Linked DNA regions of Zea mays: region 2 is linked to region 1. Evidence: chromatin contacts called from public Hi-C data. All regions are on one chromosome and are shown on one strand. The core of a region is the stretch at or near the end of the contact, and the rest is flanking DNA. Distances in the headings are between cores, read along the strand shown. Region 1 holds the start of LOC103627257 (RING-H2 finger protein ATL72). Region 2 holds the start of LOC100281673 (ubiquitin-protein ligase).

Region 1 (3,146 bases), core at 215-2,714:
AGTGGTGGCTTTCCGGGAATCAGAGGGGCACTAGCTGGTATAGCACCAGATCTTGTCTGCCTGATCATGGGTGTAAAGCAGGATAAGGGAGGCTTAGCAGCACACATGCAGCAGCAAGAGATGGATTAGAAAAGGGAGATCAGGCACTGAATTATTTGCTAGTGTTGCACTCTTTTTGCAGGCCATGTGGCATGTGGGGGAGGCTGTATCTTTGACCTCTGCCACTCCTTGCCATACCGTGTGGTTCATGGCAACTGAATTATTTGTGAACTTTGGGGGGTCAAACTCTGGTCCAGCCAGCCAACTCAACTCGTGGGCATGGTCTGCCCAAGGGAAAGCATATATGATAGTGAGTTTGACTTCCAAAAATCCGGTTTCTTTCCAGATTGCAATTATTGTACACTCGCAGGTACTAGTAGATTAATTAACATCTTGACTACTATTACTACTGACTAAAACAAATTAAAGCATACATATGATAAATGCAACTCTGTCTGTGACACTAGTGCCTTCTTGTATCACTTATAGGAAACATCCTTCAACTTGATAGACCTTCAACTTGACAAAAAGACGGGAGCTGTGTGTGTGTGTGAGAGAGAGAGAGAAACCATGGTCCAAGAAAGTTGAGTTTGACTAGTATGACAGCTGACAGTAACACTAACACACACCAACCAATCTTGTAGAGAATCGTATCCTCGATCTTGGAGCAATCATGAGGCAGTAACATACCAAGACAATGAAGCATGTGAGCACGATCGATGGTGAAGCTGACAAAGCAACTAATTACCACTCACAAACCACGTCGCATTTTTGCATATGCTGATTGGCTGCTTCTGATCCCTTCCACTTCGAACAGTGAGCAGAGCTCGCAACTCCGACCCACAAGCTTTGCCTGCTTTCGAGGATGCATGGCGCGCCCCAGGTCAGCTGCCTCCAACGATGATTGTCTCGTTAGTTGCATTTCCTGGAATGTCTAATCTTGCTAAACTGCAGGTTCAGAGTCTTATGTTTTCTTTCTGTCTTAGTTTTCTCACGAAAAGATCGTTTTCATATGTGACTGTCTCCACTATCCAGGAAGCAAAAGAATGTTCTGCCACAGGCACACTGGGAGTCTGGGACGATTCTGATTGTTGACAAGTATAAAAGTGAATTAGCCATAAGTGCACCCTTTTTTTTATTCCATCGACTTAAGCTACATGCAATTCAATAGGGTATCACAGGGCCAGAGTTCTCAAGCTTGAATCCTGATGAGCCAAATTAAATTAAATAATTACAGCCGACTTCTATTTCTATGTTTGAGGCCTGAGGGAGGGAACACATGTGGGAAGTATAGGCTAATTCGACACCTCTGTCTCTTTGCGTAAGCTTTGGCTCGATAGCTGAAAAGGCAGCCACGTGCAGAAATCAGAACGTGGATTAAGAAAGGGACGGAAAGCAAAAATAGGCGAATTGACAAGCAGAATGATAACGGACATCCATTCTGGGATAGTGGGACTTCGTTCGCAGAAGTTCATAAGGAACAATAGGATAAGCATAGGGCCTAGCTTTATCAGGTTTCCGCAAAAGCTTATAAGGAACAATGTTTTTCGAAGCGAAAACAAGAAACACAGACTTTTTCTTCTTCTTCTTCTTCTTCTTCTTCAAAAACGCTTAAGATAATGAGATAATTATGCTTAAAGCCTTGTTTAGATGCCCATGTATCTACTTCAACGTATGTGTGTTGTAGTGGTTGGATTAAGGCATATATATGGGTATCCAAGCAGGCTCTAAGCGAGCAAGACGATGGCCACGTTTTGACGAGCTGTTTACTTCCCTGCCTACCCAAATTTGAGTTGCAACAGATTTGTGCAACAACACTGTAGCTTTTTAATCCCAAAAAAAAGCCTGTAACACGTTCTAAAGAAAGGGCAAACCAGATAAGTATGCCCAGTAGCTTACCAGATGCATGTCCCAATGCGATCCATATAATCCTTCAAATATCTCGATAAAAAAAATTATGCACTGATCGTGGCAAATATATGTCTCATGTAGGAGTAGTATATATACACACTTATTATAAAAAAGGTTATCCTTCCAGTATTCTGGCATGGCCAACAGTGCGTAGCAAATGGAGAAGAATGGAAGCGCACCACTGAGTGGATAAGAAGATGGTCCACCACACACTCAAAACTTGATCCAAAATGTAGCGGGGGAGGAAACCAATATTGAATGAAATGAATAATGACTGCCATGAAAGTTTAAACAAAGCATAAAAAAAGGAACCAAAACATCGAAGGACCTTCACTTGCTTGATCTAGCGTTCCCGTACTGCGCAAAGACAGTTCTGTTTTCTACACTTGAACGCGCCGGTTTTTGTATGGATTAAAAAAAACCTGTGTGGGATAAACAAAGTAGGAGAAAAGTTATTCCACTCGTCGATACATCATACATATAGAAGAACCACCTGCTTTTGTTGAGCATTCAAGGTTGAGGCCAGATAGCGATGAATATGATCTTTGGTGCACCCTGAGCTTCTATTCCTATCCGATCGAAAGCAACTTCACCTTTTTTTTTTTCAACCAATGGCATATGAGGATCTCACCGTGGACATATTGTGCGGAGTCAACTATGACTTAGGGGTGCTTGAATACACTGTAGCTAATAGTTAGGATATATTTGAATACACTAGAGATAATAGTTAGTGGCTAAAATTAGCTAAAGACATCTAAACACCCTAACTAATATTTCATCTATTAGCTATTTTTAGTAAATTAGTTGTTAGTTAGCTAGCTAATTCTACTAGTAAATTTTTAACTCTAGTGCATTTAAATACCCTCTTAGTTAGCTACATGACTACACGACTCTAGCTACATGACTCTAGCTTACCCAAAAAAACAACAACAACACTAGCTTATAAAAAACAACAGATACAATCCACCTTTTGTGCCACCAAGATGCTATACACATTTGTGAAAAGGGGAAAACAAAATGACTTGTTTTTGGGTATACACATAAATAAACCTTAAATTTGTTCAAACCCACTTGCTATGCATTTCTGAAAGAAGAGCAAGGCCAGCATTATCGCTAAAATCGAGCAGTGCTCCAGTTTGTTAAGCTTTATTACACTCCGCTGCAGCAACAGCGCCTGAAGTCCTCATCAATAAATG
Region 2 (3,146 bases), core at 330-2,829, 800 kb after region 1:
TCCGTCCTGCTGCCGTCCCGGTCCCGGACCCGGCATACATACACGCCGCCGGCAGCCTTTGCACTTGCCCCCCTGAGCAAGCGAGCGAGTGATCTTTCCGCGGCCTTAGGGAACAGAACGCGAATGCTAGGTAGGACGATTACGATCAGTAGTGGTAGTGTTGGAGGAAGTCGTCGGAGTTGGCGACGCAGTCGGCGCTCGGCCAGGCGGAGCGGAGCAGCTTCAGCAGGTGCTGCGCCTTGCGCTTGGCGCGCTCCGAGCACCCGCCCTGCACCATCAGCAGCAGCCGCCCCATGGCCCCCGCCCGGACCGCCTCCGCCTGCAGCGCCTCCGACCCGCCCGCGCCCACCACCACGGCCGCCAGCGCGCCCGCCGCGTGCTCCGCGCCGCGCCCGGACATGGCGCGCACTAGCGCCGCCACGGCCGCGGGCCCGCCGCCCGCGCCGGCCACCACGGCGTCGCGCCCGCCCTCGGCGCGGCACAGCCGCTCCACGGCCGCCAGCGCGCGCTCGGGCTCCCCGGCGCCGCCCTCCGCCACGCGCCGCGCCAGCGCCGCCGCGGCCCCCGCCGCCACCGCGCGCGCGCGGTTCTCCTTCGCCAGGCACAGCGCGAACAGGGCCCGGACCCCGACGCGCACGGCGCGGGCGTTGTTGGCCTTCTCCTCCTCCGCCAGCGCCACCAGCCCGTCCATCACGCCCTCGGCGCCGCCCAGCGCAGCCCGGGCCTCGGCCCCCGACGCCGACGCCACGGCCTCCACCACGGCGCCCGCGTTCACCCTCGCCTCCAGCGGCCCGCCGCCGCCGAGGACCTTGCCGAGCCTGGCCACCCGCTCCTCCCTCCCGACCACCTCCGCGGCCTCGGCCTCCCCGAGCCCCACCAGCGCGAGCACCGCCATGGCCTCGGTCTCGAGCTCCTCGCTCGCCGCCCCGGACCCGGACCCGGACCCGAAGGCGGCCTCCACCAGCGCGGCCCTCGTCTCGTGCGTGGCCATCACCAGCCTGTTCTTGTCCGACTCCCTGGCCAGCGCCCTGAGCCTCCGCAGCGCGGGGAGCCCCGGGCCCTGCGCCACGAGGGACCGCACCAGGTCCGGGTCGGCGGGCTGCTTCGGTGTGGGGATGCGCTCCACGCCCATGGACCGGTGCGCCACGCACCACTCCTGGATCAGCCGGCGGAGGGTGTGGTTGGGGATGAGCGTGAAGTCGGCGAGCGCCGTGCGGGTCACGGGGCAGGTGGTGTTGCCCGTGGCTACCCAGGACTCGATGCTGGCGCGGTCGTAGGTCTGCCCCGTCGACACCGTCACGGGGTCGCGCATCAGCTCCAGGGAGATGGGGCACCTGAAGTACCACGGCACCTGCACCCCCGCCGTGTCCAGGCACAGACCCAGCGGCACGCTCCCCGGCATTACAAGCCCTGCTGCTGTCTTGGATCTTGGCCGACGAGCGAACTAGCACTAGCAGCTAGCTCGCGCTGGAGAGAGACGAGAGGTGGTTGAGTGAGTGGTGGTGGTGGGTTGGTGCCCTTGGTGGGTGGAGAGGAGGCTGCTGCTGACTGCAGGTGCGGTGGAGGGAGGAGACCGGCCGATTCCATTGGGAGGACGAATGGCGCCGGGTATAAGTAGGCGGGAGGTGGCCAGCACGTGTGCGTGGTGGGGGTCACTCCTTGCTGCTACTCCAACGTACGTTCGTGCCGGAGGCCGGAGCTGGGAGTGGGAATCCTTGGAGTACCATTACGGTTTACGTACTAGTACTACTTCTACCACCCCCACCGTGGGGCTCCACTCCATGCCATTGCCGCGCTCCGGGGCCGACGGCGGTGCGGTGAGGTGCGGCTCCACCGGTCGGGACTCGGGACGGGCGCGACTGCGACGTCCCAGTTGGCGGATGACGATTGGGCGCACTGCGGGCGCCAATGCGGCGGCTTTTTTAATTTTAACCTTGACCGACTGGCGGCTCGGGCGCTTGGCTTGGCTGAGGCGTTCTCCAAGGATTCCCTGAATCGTTCACTCCCCTCTGTACCCACTCTCTCTCTCTCTTTAGTCCAACGATTCACTCCCCTCTTCTCCGCGTGACAGAAAAATCCACCTCCATGGAGAGGGAGTGAGGTGGTAATGAATCATAATCCAAATACTTCCTCACAAAATATTAAAGTTTTAATTAATTTTTTGTTCAAAAATAAATAGAAATATGGTTCGATCCTAACTTGATCCTTAAACCTTACAGTGTAAAATTTAGAGTTCATTGTCACCCATAAAAGGGAGCTCGAAGCTCACAAACACTAATTAATCATATTTACTGTAAAATTATTTTTTTAGTATAATTAATATATAATAATGTGTATTACGATACTATAAATATTGTAGAAATTTTTAAAACTCTAAAACTAATGTATATAAAAATTAAATAGGGCACTTAAAGTATAAAGATGAGCTGAATAGGCATAACTGTTGGAGAGGAGGAGAAATATGGAGAATAATAGTTGAGAAATAGGTAATTAAACATGAATAAAAATACGAATGAGAGATTTGGGAGGAGGAATAGTTGGAGAGAGCCTTAGGCCGAGACTATTAGCGGACAAGCGAGGCCAACAGACGACACACGCCTCCACCTTGTCCCTCCATGGCACGGTAGGGGGCCACGGCGCAGCGGGCCAGACAGATCTAGGAATATTTTTTGAGATTATTTACTCGCTGACGCGCTAGTGCTATGCTGCGCAGTGCATACAATCAGGGGCAGACCCACGTTATGTTGAGTGGGAGCATAGGCTTCTCATTCAATTTTCTGGTTTTAATAGACAATTTTATCTTTATTTAATTTAATGTAGCTAAGTTAATAGGTTTCTATTTATATCCTCACTTAGATGTTAGGTATCTACTCAAATGACATACGCAACGCGATCTATGGCTAGCTTCGACATAGTACTTAGGGTGCGTTTGGTTTAGCCGTGAATTGTGAAAAAACCGTTGTCAGCTGTCTGCTGCGAAAAACTCTTGTGAAAAAAAACCGAAAGTCGTTTGGTTGAAATTGTTATAAGTTGTCCACTATAAACAATAAATATTTTTATTTTATTTGTTATAACACTTAATTATTTTAATCCTATGTTAGTTTCAATTTATTATGTATGTTTATTAATATAACGAACTTCGATAA

What was found. Hi-C and Micro-C count contacts between places; a contact is called where the count stands out from the background.
Region 2: a contact with region 1 is called in a Hi-C map of bundle sheath, with 2.5 times the contacts expected there. The contact joins the promoter of LOC100281673 here to the promoter of LOC103627257 in region 1. A contact is called at or near these places in 2 of 25 Hi-C or Micro-C datasets (bundle sheath and ear).

What each region holds. Positions count from the first base shown.
Region 1 is chr5:173,754,252-173,757,397 of Zm-B73-REFERENCE-NAM-5.0, forward strand. It overlaps LOC103627257 (RING-H2 finger protein ATL72), which reads right to left and starts at 1,465. Exons shown (of 1, transcript XM_008647543.4): 1 at 1-1,465.
Region 2 is chr5:174,556,877-174,560,022 of Zm-B73-REFERENCE-NAM-5.0, forward strand. LOC100281673 (ubiquitin-protein ligase) reads right to left here and starts at 1,580. Exons shown (of 1, transcript NM_001154593.2): 1 at 1-1,580. The coding sequence starts at 1,402. The coding sequence ends at 146.